Regions from separate parts of the Sus scrofa genome. Here regions 2 and 3 are each linked to region 1. Evidence: chromatin contacts called from public Hi-C and HiChIP or PLAC-seq data. All regions are on one chromosome and are shown on one strand. The core of a region is the stretch at or near the end of the contact, and the rest is flanking DNA. Distances in the headings are between cores, read along the strand shown.

What was found. A called contact is a pair of places that touch in the nucleus more often than the background predicts. HiChIP or PLAC-seq counts read pairs in DNA pulled down with a chosen protein or histone mark.
Region 2: a contact with region 1 is called in an H3K27ac HiChIP or PLAC-seq map of alveolar macrophages. The contact joins two enhancer-like sites. A contact is called at or near these places in 1 of 47 Hi-C or Micro-C datasets (embryonic fibroblasts) and 2 of 2 datasets of contacts at active chromatin or transcription factors (alveolar macrophages and skeletal muscle).
Region 3: a contact with region 1 is called in a Hi-C map of retroperitoneal adipose tissue, with 2.3 times the contacts expected there. The contact joins two enhancer-like sites. A contact is called at or near these places in 16 of 47 Hi-C or Micro-C datasets (blood, brain, embryonic fibroblasts and 8 more) and 2 of 2 datasets of contacts at active chromatin or transcription factors (alveolar macrophages and skeletal muscle).

The regions. Positions count from the first base shown.
Region 1 is chr2:49,707,874-49,711,572 of Sscrofa11.1, forward strand. No RefSeq gene overlaps it. Among named protein-coding and RNA genes, the nearest start is that of SWAP70, 96 kb to the right of the region's middle. Within about 2 kb of position 2,283, at least 47 of the 83 cell types and tissues checked have an H3K27ac peak or open chromatin away from gene starts, as enhancers often do. A contact at or near this core is called in alveolar macrophages and retroperitoneal adipose tissue, where this site is marked.
Region 2 is chr2:49,307,049-49,311,105 of Sscrofa11.1, forward strand. All of the region lies in intron 1 of SBF2 (myotubularin-related protein 13), which reads left to right. Among named protein-coding and RNA genes, the nearest start is that of SBF2, 66 kb to the left of the region's middle. Within about 2 kb of position 2,318, at least 2 of the 83 cell types and tissues checked have an H3K27ac peak or open chromatin away from gene starts, as enhancers often do. A contact at or near this core is called in alveolar macrophages, where this site is marked.
Region 3 is chr2:49,215,442-49,219,468 of Sscrofa11.1, forward strand. No RefSeq gene overlaps it. Among named protein-coding and RNA genes, the nearest start is that of ADM, 14 kb to the right of the region's middle. Within about 2 kb of position 2,235, at least 8 of the 83 cell types and tissues checked have an H3K27ac peak or open chromatin away from gene starts, as enhancers often do. A contact at or near this core is called in retroperitoneal adipose tissue, where this site is marked.

The DNA.
Region 1 (3,699 bases), core at 1,033-3,532:
GGAAACAAATCCGACTAGTATTCATGAGGATGTGGGTTCAATCCCCGGCCTTGTTCCGTGGGTCTGGGAGCTGGTGTAGCCCTGAGCAGTGGTGTAGGTCACAGATGTGGCTCAGATCCCACATGGCTGTGGCTGTGGTGTAGGCCCGAAACTGCAGCTTTGATTTGACCCCTAGCCTGGGAACTTCCATATGCCACAGGTGCAGCCCTAAAAAGAAGAAAAAAAAAAAAAAAAAAAAGTCTTGAGCCCCAGGCTCAGACGATCCAACTCTATTGCTAAATAGAGGGGAGTTACGGCAGCCTTTTGAGCAGAAAAGTTATAGAACCAGATCTGTCCTTTAGAAAAATAATGTTGGTGGCCGTGAACAGGATGGACTACAGGGGGGAGTCTAGAGGCAGAAAGACCACCAGTTGGGGTGATATTGCAATATTCTAGATGATGAACAGGGTACCAGAGCAGCCAGAGAAAAGGATGAGTCAAGTTGGAGATGAGGAACGGCCCTGCACACAGGCCTGCCCAGGTGGGGGACCTGTCCCCAGCCTTGGTTTGGCACCAACCAGCTGGTCCCAGGCATTGTGCTCGTCCCTGTTCCAAAGTGGGGCTGCGCCTCCTGCATATTTTTTCCACGATGTCCCAGACAGGTAGTTCCTGTGGGTCCAACCCAGAATCCATCCCTTCCAGGCCCATCTGAGAGCCCCCTTGTCCCACAGCTCAAGCCTTGGACATTTCCAGAGAACAGAGCCACCCACCAGCTCTCGCCTCACACTTCAGCCCTGGCTGCGGAAAGCTGGGGCCTCTTCTGTTAATTTTCTCCAGCTCCTCCGAGGCTGGGCCCTGGGCCCAGTGAAGTCACGGTCTGGGAGGCAGCCCTGGCTCCCTGCCCGCCCACGGAGGCTATATTTGGAGCAAGACAACTCCCTGCAGACACAGACTTGGGACCCACCCTGCAATGCTGCTGCCCCAACCAATTTTACCGAGTCTCCAAGCAGGGTGGGTGTCACTCATATTTTCACTTGTTTGCTCATTCATGAATTTGGTCACTCATTGCTCTAGTCTTCAAAACAACTGGATTGACACCTCCACCCCCGACATATGGGGGGGGGGCACGTCCACGTGCTTGTATGATATCCGTGTCTAAGTAGGAAAGGCAGAACATACTCTGGGGGGCCCTCGCTCTCGGTCCAATGGTGCTGGTGACTCAGGATTAGGTGCGTGTGGGTCTGTGGGTACCTGTGTGCGAGCAGGCACGTGCTCTCTGAGGAGGCAGCTGTGACTCAGCCACACGGCGTCGGTGCGTACCTGTGTGGATGTGCCTGTGTGCAGGCACCAGCAGTGGCGCTTGCCCCCAGGGGGTGGGGGAAGTGGTTGGGACTGACTCAGCTGCATCTGGTGACTGGGCGCCCGCAGGCCAGCTGTGACTTTATAGCCTTGCTCACTTGCCAAGCCAAACAGCCAGTGTTGGGTGCAAATATTCTACAGAGTGTGTGGGGAAGAGGTCCTGAGCAGGAGACTCAGCAGCCTGATTGCAGCCCTGTCTGCCCCTGCCGCTCCCCCCGCCCCGCCTGCACCTCCACTGCAAGTAGGGCCTCCCCCTCCCCTTCCCCAATCTCAACCCCTCTGGCCTGGTTTCCTGGAGGCTGGGAGGTCGCGCCTCATATTGACTCCTCTGTCATCTCCACCAGTCCCAGGTTGGCACACATTGGGTACAAGCCTTGTACCCAGCGCGGCAAGGCTGCCAGTCCCACCCATTTTCCTACCGCACAAAAACCCTTCTGTTTCCACCATGATTGCCTCGTTCTCCAACATGTGAGCCCAGCCCGTAGCCTCAGCAAGCACAACCGGGAACCTCTGCTGACCTCCTGGGCTCCAGCCCGGTCTGCTGCCCTGCCCCGTCCCCGCCCGCCCCGTCCCCGCCCCCATCTCCCCTTCGGTGTTTCTTGCCCCATCTATGCCTGTCTCCTTATCTGTCCCAGGGTCTATCTTTGTCTCTTCTCCAGGCTGTCTGTCTGCAGCGGAGGCTTCACAAGAGCAGAGGTGCTGACAGAGAGGGGGTGTGGGGAGGACACTCCGTGTCCCCTTTTTGAGCCTTATCTGGAAAACGAAGTTACTGCTCAGGGCTCAGGCTGGAATTTCGCCCCGGATGACCTTGCTCAGTTTGCTGGGGCCTCCCCGGGGACGGCTGGGGTCAGGCCAAGCAGGAAACAGGCCCCTGCTTGTTGGCTGCTCCTCCTCCCTCCTCACCCACTCTCGCCCCAACCCGCAGCCTCCAGCCGAGCGAGTCCGCAGAGGGCAGAGGGCCGCCCCTTTCCAAGGCACTTACAGAAACAGGGCTCAGGCTGTGCGCACCAACCCCTCCGGGGGAAGGGGAGCGGGGGAGGGGCGGGCCACGGCCAACCCGCCTCCTGGCGCCAGCAAGGGCCCCACGAGGAAACCCCCAGGAGCTAAGGAGGAACAGAGGGCTTCCCACCCTCGCCCCCCATGGCCCCAGGCCGGCCTGTACTTGCCCGCACATGTGTGAGCTGGGAATGACTAGTCGGGACATCTGGGTTTCGTCCTAGATGCTTCGTGACCTGTGTCCCCTTGGGCAACTGCCTACTCTCCACTCTCCCGGCCTCACCTTCCTCATCAGTAAAACAGGAAAGCAGCGCCAAGGTTCCCGGTGGCTGGAGATAAAATGAGTGGGCGGCAGTGCACGGGTGAGCCCCAGCTTGGGGGCTTCCTTCCGCCCTCAGCAGGACGACCCGCTGCCCCCTCTCCAGCCGGTGCAAGAGGATGCAACCTAGGCAACGACCCTTCCCCGCCCACCAGGACCGCTGGCTGGAGACCGCCTCGCCTGGGTCCGCGGCACACGCCTGCCCCCTGGCGGCCTCGCCGTCGCTGCTCCTGGCACGAGGGCATGCCCAAAGGGGGGCCTCCTGGGTCTGGGCTGCTCAAGGACCTGGCCCGGCGGGGAGGTTACAGCTCAGGATTTTTTTTTTTTTTTTCTCCTTGCATTCCTGCTTTTCCTCCATTTTTCCACATTGGGTAGGTATTTGCGATAAGAAAACCCCCCACAAACATCACTTCTTTTTTAAAATCACATGGAGTCTGTGGGAATTCTGGAAGTCCTGGGTTTTCTAGTATCTTCATTTACATGAGGTCTTCCAGGGTTGACTGGAAGAAAGGAGACAAGGACTTGTTGCATTGGGGTTGCTGGTCTACCCTCCACATATGCTGGGATTAACTTTAAGAAGAAAGGGAGGAGTGCCTGTGGTGGGTCAGCAGAAGCAAATCTGACTAGCATCCATGAGGTTGCGGGTTCAATCCCTGGCCTTGCTCAGTGGGTTAAAGATCCGGCATCACCATGAGCTGTGGTGTAGGGCACAGACTCAGCTCAGATCTAACTTTGCTGTGGCTGTGGTGTAGGCCAGTGGCTACAGCTCCGATTCAACCTGTAGCCTGGGATCCTCCATAGGCTGCTAGTGCAGCCCTGAAAGGAACAAAAAAAAAAAAAAAAAAAAAAAGGAGAAAGAAAGGGAAACATGTCTTCAGTCTCTGGCTAGGGTGGGCTAAATGCCTGGAAGAGGAAAGCTGTGGGCTGCTCAGTCAGTCTCTGATGGTGCCTGGGGGGTTGACTAGGGATATATTTGAGAACAGGGATTTATTTCAGAAAGGTGTCACTAACAAGCCAGCGTTTACTAAAGACTTACAGCTGTGAGG
Region 2 (4,057 bases), core at 1,068-3,567, 400 kb before region 1:
CCTCATAGTTCCTAGTCGGATTGGTTTCTGCTGCACCACAGTGGGAACTCTGCAAATATTTTACTTTTGAAAGATGCTTTAGGTCTATTATATCTAATAGAGAACAAATGCCCAAATACTGGATACCAGTGATATGAACTTCCTACACAGATAATGCCTAGTAAGCAGCAGTTCCATCATCAAATAGCCATTGGGCACAAAGCAGGTACTGAAAGCACATGTATGTTGCATAGGCAGAAAGCTCTTTCTCTATGGCTCTCTCTCTCACAACTTCACACCCATGGCTTCCTTCCTGGACCGTTCCTTATGTTCCTAGTTAACGTGGGGCTTTGTACAGTGTGTTGACATTTGTCAGACTAATGGTCAGACTCTGATAGAAATTGCCAGTTACCGTCTTATATCTAGTTTCCCCTCCTTTAGAAACAAAGCTCGTGTGTGTGTGTGTGTGTGTGTGTGTGTGTGTGTGTTTGGCAGAACAGTTGTCACTTAACTAAGACTCCACCTTTCAATTAGGCATGGCTGTGTGACTAGGCTTTGGCTAGTGATGTTTATGTGAAATTGTTCTTCCAGAGATTCTCCCTAATAATCTATGCCCTTCTCAATTTTTACTTGAAACATGGACATGTTGTTTGGAGCTCTAGCGCTAAACCATGAGAATGAGGGCCAAACCCTGTAGATAGTGGGTCAGTGAAACTGTAGAAACTGGATTCCCAAGACCATAGATCTGTCATTTGTCCTGGACTCCCACTTCTAGACTTCTTTTATATGAAATGAAACAAACTTCTCCCTTGTAAGCTGCTAATATTGTAGGTTTCCTGTCATATGCTTCTGAACTTGTGACGGAGACACTGAATACCCAGATAGATAAGGTACCACTCTCTATGACAGCGAATGGAGGAGAAGATACGGGTTTTGTAGAAATAATGGAATATCCCATTTTGGTCATGAATAATTTACCATTTGTGGAAGTGCCCAGTAGGGGTGTAGATGGCATTGGGAGCTTGTGAAATACTGTTTTATGGGGAGAAGAAGGCAATTTTGTTTTTAAAGAGTGAAACCTCAGGGAAAACAACTGGCCTTATAACTTGTTTACTTTTAGTAGGATAGGAAGTTTGATTTTGAGAAGAACTGAGAAGAAAACATAAGGCTTGGATTATCTGTGCTGGTGGTTCTGCTCCAAGGTGAACTTTGAGTTAGAGATGTGAAAGAAAGAGAAAAGGAAAACGTTGTAGGTAGAGGGCGTATTTAAACTATATTTGGGAAGAAGAAATTGAGCATCTGTATTCCTTTAAAGCGCAAGGCACAGGTTCGGCAAAGGCCGGTTAGCTCAGTTGGTTAGAGTGTGGTACTAATAAAACACAAGGCACGGGTTGATATTCTTTCAAACTCAGAGATTTCCTGCCTTTTCCTTTATTGAGTTAGAGTTAGGAAACCCATAGATAGAGACGTGTTGAATGAGTTTTAATGAGAAGTTCAGGTGTATCATGCCTGGTTGCATTGTGCAACAAACAGGAATCTTTCTTGTTTGAGGAAGATGAACATGATGACCTTTGCTGTTGTTCAATCAATAACTTCTCTCCCTAGTTCAAAGGTGTTATATTTTAAAATTCCTATGCTAAAACTAAGTACCTATCACGTAATAATCTTATCTTCAGTTGGAGGGAAACTTAAAAAACATAGTGCAAGTGATACAGCAAGTCATAGTAGAGAATTGTGTTTTAAATGTGTAATTTTCGTTTTATTCTAAGAGGATTGATGCATTCTGAATGCTACCAACATATTGGTGTTTTTGAATGTTTTCTAAGAAAGTTGCCTAAAATTTTTATGTGGTAATTTTTTTTCTGCTGTATTATCAACAGGGGCTAAATATTCTGTGGTATCATGGTAATACATTTCTATAATACTTTAAAAGGCATAGATATACTATTATGTTGCAGAAATTCCTTGCTGCTTCTTTTTTATTCCTCCTTTTCTCCTTTCCCTTCACCCGTGTTCTTTCTGTGCTTCTATTTCTACCCCTGTTTTGTTTGTAAGGTTGCTGATTTCTCAGTATTACATAATAGGCATGTTTTTGTGATACTCATTTTCGTCTAAGATAACTTTAACCAGTCTAGAAAGAGATCTTTTATTCTACATCATACAAAATAACGATATTTAGTCAGTAACGTGGAGTTCTTTGCCAGCAGACAAGTTATTGAGGCTTAGTTTAAATTCATACAGTTTAAATGAGTATGGTTTTCCTAGCAAGGTAATCTATCTGGAGATTTTTGTCTACTCTTTAGGTTGACAACCATAGTTTTGTTCCCTCTAGTGGTAGATGTATGTATTTCACATTTTCTGATGTTCATCATGCATAGAATTTTAGAGCCGGAAGAGACCTAAGATCACTTTATAGGTAAGAGACTGAGATTCAGAGAAGTTAGAGGATTTGCTTAAGGTTACTAGTTAGAGATAGAGCTAAGACAGGCCTGAGATCTCTTGATTATCAGTATAGTGTTCTTCTTTAAAACAAGGCTCAGTGGTGTATGCATATGTCTGTGAGGACTTGCTTAGATTAGTTTGAAGATATTCACTGTGTGCTGATATTTATATCTTGGATTATTTCTGTTTATTCATAGTTACTGTTGATGCGTTTAGTGTAGTAGTCTATTGAGAAATAGAAGGACTCTTGAAAGAGTGACCAAGATAGGAAGGGAAATGGGAATCATATTTACCTTTGAGAAGACATAGTAGTTGTCTTTAAGTAGTTGAAGTGTTTACTTTTTGAAGAAGGTTGAGCTTATTTTTAGCTTGTTACATTGAGTATAGCAGATGTTAATTATTGACTCTGTGGGCTTTCCCTGAGATGGTCTAGTTTCTTTCAATAGAATAGGAGGAACTAGAGCAAGTCAGGGCCCTAGAACTAGACTTACCTATAGTGTCACACCCAGATTAAGTTCTGTGTTGAAAGAGGAGATAATTCTGGTGGTTCCTATCCATCTGCCCTGCCACAGTACAGCAAAGGGTTACAAGTCAGGCAAGCAGTAAACTTAAAGATAGAGAAGTTTTAAGTGAACCAAAGTTGTTGGACTAAGGATAGAGGATGGAGAATATTGCCCTAGAAAGAGAAGAGCCAGTTGACACCAGGACACCAGCCATTGGTTGAATACTGGAACAATGTGAGAACATTACCTGGTATGTAAGTTTATTTCTTTATGTGTAAAATGGAGATTAATAGTTTTATTTTATAGCTTGTTAGGTTTAATTCCCTTATGTATAGCAACTGCACAGTAAATATCATTTGGATCTGATTTGAGAGTGATGACCTGAGCAAAAACAAAACTTTTGTCCTAGGGAGACTTGGATTCTGAAAAAATATTTCAACGTATGAAAGAGCTATCTAATAATCTGGGAAGTAGTAATTTCATCTTTACTTAGAGGTGTTAAGGATGAGGATGAAAAACTGGGGATATTGTAGAAGGTATTTAAACATTGAATTGTGCTTTTTGTTTAATCATCAAATTATAATTTATTGTCTGTACTAATATTTTTGTTCTGTCCATTGTTTTTCCTTTGTGATGCTCCAGTATTGCTTCCTTTATCATTTCCTTTCTGTTTGAACAATTTCCTTTAGCCCATCTCTAAGGATAGGTCTTCTAGTGACAGTTTCTTTTAGCTTTTCTTCATCTGAGAATGTCTGAATTTCCCCTTCATTCCTGAAAGGTAGTTTTGCTGGAAATAGAATTCCTAGTTGAGAATTCTTCTCTCAGCACTTGAAAAATGTACTACAACTTTTTGACCTTCATGGTTTCTGATGAGAAATTTGCTGTCATTTGAATTGATGTTATACTATAGGTAATACATTGTTTCTCTCTTGCTCCTTTCAAGATTTTTTTTAAGTTTTCAGAAGTTTTGGTGTAAACTTTTTTGAATTTATCCCATTTGAGGATTTGAATTTTTTTTGTGCTTTGCTAAATTTGTGAATCTTTCAGCTGTTATTATCTTTCAGTCCCACTCCTTTTAATATTCCAGTGATAGGAATATTAGATATTTCGTTATGGTCTCATGGATCCCCAAG
Region 3 (4,027 bases), core at 985-3,484, 490 kb before region 1:
CCTCTGGCTGGAGGGGCCTGTCTATGGTTTGTTCCTAGAATGCCCTCCACTGTGCTCTCTGCCATTCTCGATGCCCTGTTACTTCCAGTTGTTCCTCCTTGGGGCCAGCTCTTTACAGCACAACCACCTGTCGTCTGTGACCGAACCCTGGGCTGGCCTTCTTCCCATCACCTGCAGCTGGTCTTCTCTCCAAACACCTGCCCCTGCTGGCTGCAGTTAACCCTTCTATTTCTGGCTGTGTGGATGAGTACAACCCCAAATCTGAAACTAACTACTGTTAAAATACAAAATTCAACTGAGTCAACTTGACGATCTAAGTGGCTTTATTCATCAGTTCATAAATGGAATAACATCCCATCTAGCAACTACAAAGGCACTCTGAAGAGTTGTACAAAATAGAAGGTTTTTATAGGAAGAAGGACAGGGTAGGGGAGCAATTGGCAAAAGGAAAGAAAGGATTCTTGTTAGGCCAGGACATCTTTCTAGGGGGTAGGGGATGACAAGGGTTTTATCACACATATTTCCCCCTTCTCTATCCTCTGGGAGGATGGAGAGGGCCTATGTGACAGATTACCTCATAGGTGCTGACTGGAAAATTTCAGGCTGATTAAGACTGCATTTCTGGGAGTTCCTGTCATGACTCAGTGGTAACAAACCTGACTGGTATCCATGAGGATGTGGGTTTGATCCCTGGCCTCACTCACTGGGTTACCGGCATTGCTGTGAGCTGTGGTGTAGGTTACAGACGCGGCTTGGATCTGGTGTGGCTGTGGCTGTGGCATAGGCTGGCAGCTGCAGCTCCAATTCATCCCCTAGTCTGGGAACTTCTACATGCCGTGGGTGTGGCCCTAAAAAGACCAATAATAATAATAATAATAATAAAGACTGCATTTCTGGGGAAGGTCAAAACTGCAGTTAGCTCAGGTATTCTGTATAGGGATGGAATCATGGGCTTTAGCACAAGCGATGCCATTTTGGGCCTGTAGCTTTCCCTTTAGCTCTACATACAAACATAAACTATCTCTTGGTCTCAGTCTGTTAGGATCCCCGGGGTGCATTTTTTAAATAGCTGAAGTGTGATAACGTCTGGGCCAAACAAAGTTAAGTGGCCTCACCAAGATAAAATTTTACTCACAAACACATGACATTAGGCCCCACCCACAAGAGAATCTAGTTCAATTAATTTGGGATGGGGCCCGGGTGTCAGTACTTTTTTAAAGGCTTCCCCCAAGTGGTTTTAAGAGGCAGAAAAGGTTAAGGACCACGGTTCTAACTAGCAGAACAAACTCATCAAACTGAGACCAAAAACTAGGCTAGAACACAAGAGTACAGCTGGGCTGGGAGATCCTGTACCATTTGAATGCCCTGCAGGGCATCTCCCCAGGGTCCAGTCCCACCTAAACACAGAGGTGGGCGGCTCCCCTATCAGCTCCCCCTCTCCTGTAGTACAAAATGCCCTTCCATCTAAGAAGTCAGGGTGGCTTATTAGTATCCTCCACCATGCGGAGTCATCTGGATGGGGTCAACAAATGACTCCCGACAGGTGTCACTTCTGCTGGGCCTTCTGGCTGTTGATGATGAAAGACCCTTGACAGTAGTAAGAAGAACAGCTAACACAGCTCCTGGGCTCAGCGGGTGTGGGGCCCACTCAAATGGCAGATGGGTTCCAGGCCTAGATGGCCTCCAACCACAGGCTTCCTGAGGCCAATCTGCAGTGTCTCCCGGCTGCTGCATCCGCTTGGCCGGCAGCTTCCCTCAGGCCTCCCTCCAACCTCCTAAATCCTCCCTTGCCCAAAGGACCTGGAGAGTGAGAGGGGTTAGTCAGGTCCCCCCAGCCTGGTCTCTTTCCAATGTTTTTAGGGCAAAGCCAATCCCTCACGCTTCCGGGCCTTCCTTTGTGATTCTCAAGGGCCTTTTCTTCCCTCAACAAAACCCGGTGCTCTGCAAATAAAGGCCTTGGGCTTTCAAAACTATTGTTTTTGATGTGGGCTCCAAGAGGCTCTTTTAAAAGTCAGAAAACTGAACATTGACTGTTTTATTCTGACTCTTTCTCTGTGCATTCCGGTTTTACCAATCCTAATTCTCCTTGAGGCAATGCTTCTGACTTACTAGGGGAAAGGTCAAGTGGAAAAAGTGTAACAAAGAAAAGCACAAAGATTAACCTCCCATGATACTCTCTCTGTGTAAGAAATACTGAGACTGGTCACCCAGTCCCCCACCCCCACCCAACCCTGACAAGTAAGCAGGCCATGGTGTTCTGGCTGTGTCTACACAGGCAGGGTGAAGTGGAGAGTCAAGATCTATCTTGATAATAAAAGTTCTACATGACAATTGTTAAAACCTTGTTTTCTTCAACAAGTCCATGGCACTGGAAAACAAAAAGAAGGCGGATTGCTCCAGATTAAAAGAAACCTTAGAGATACAACAATTTTGTTTGGAGTTTGTTTGGAACGAACCACTGTTGGAAGGCACTTTTGAGACAGTAAGGCAAATTTGATTATGGACTGGGTATGAGATGATACCACAAAATTATTGTTAACGTTAAGTGTAACAATAGCATTTGGTTACGTAAGAAAGCATTCTTCTTTTTCATTGCTTTTTTTTTAACAGATGCATACTGAATTGTGTGGGGTGAAATGAAATAATATGATGCCTGAGGAAAGGCGAAGAGAAGAGAACTGAAATGAAGGAAGGAAGGAAGGAAAAGCCAAATACTCTGGCAAGAAACAAAATAGAAAAGAAAAAGGGATAGGTGAATTAAGTGGGATTTTTATTATTTAATTTATTGGATTATTTTATATTTTATATTTAAATTATATTTATATTTAATATGTATTTAATATATATTTATATTATGTTTATATTTATATTTTATTGGACTTATTTAATTATTGGATTTTAATAATAGGTATATGGGAGTTCACTACATTATTATTTCTATTTTTGTGTAAATTTGAAAAGTTTATAATAAGTTTTTGGCGGCACAGAGTTCTGTCATGGCTCACTGGTTAATGAATCCGACTAGGAACCATGATGTTGCGGGTTCGATCCCTGGCCTTGCTCAGTGGGTTAAGGATCTGGCATTGCTGTGAACTGTGGTGTAGGCCGGGCCACAGCTCTGATTAGACCCCTAGCCTGGGACCCTCCATATGCCCTGCGGGTGCGGCCCTAGAAAAGACAAAAAATAATAATAATAGTAAGTTTTTGGCTGCATCCATGGCAGGTGGAAGTTCCCAGGCCAGGGACTGAACCCATGCCATAGCTGTAACCAGAGCCACAGCAGTCACAACTCCAGGTCCTTAAGCTGCTGAGCCACAAAGGAACTCCTATAATTTTTTAAATTGTTAAACTGGTACAGGAAAAGACAGGCTGACAGTGGAAACGAATAAAAGGGCCAGAAATAGATTCAACTATTTAGTGTTTTAAGAGTTTATTCTCGGTGTTCCCACTGTGGTGCAACAGAATGAGCAGTGTCTCTGGAGCACTGGGATGCAGGTTCAATCCACAGCCACGGTGCCACAGATGCGGTATAGGATATAACTGTGGCTTGCTTATGATCCAGGCCTAGGAATTCCATATGCTAGGGCAGGAGTTGGGGGGGGGGGTCAAAAAAGAAAAAAAAAAGTGAGAATTTATTTTATTACTGATTCGCAGGCGGATGAATTCTTTTTTAGATAAACTCTGACATGGAACATCAACGCATAAAACAAAAAAAGAGTAGAACTACTCCACTTGAAGCTAGAGAAAGAATCTAGCTCTTTTACTTCCTCCTAGGAATCTGCAGAAGTAACTCAGGGAAACCCTGTGGCTCTAGAGGACACAGCTTGAAAACTTGTAGTAAATGATGAAGAAAACCTCTCAAATCCTGCAGAAAAAGTGAATTACTTATAATATGTGTTAGACAACTGCTAACCATTTGAGAGAAAAAAAATAAGATCCCTACCTCATGTCATACACCAAAATAAATTCCAGTTGCATCAAAATGTTAAAAGTACCAAGTGAAATTAGAAAGTATTAGACAAATCGA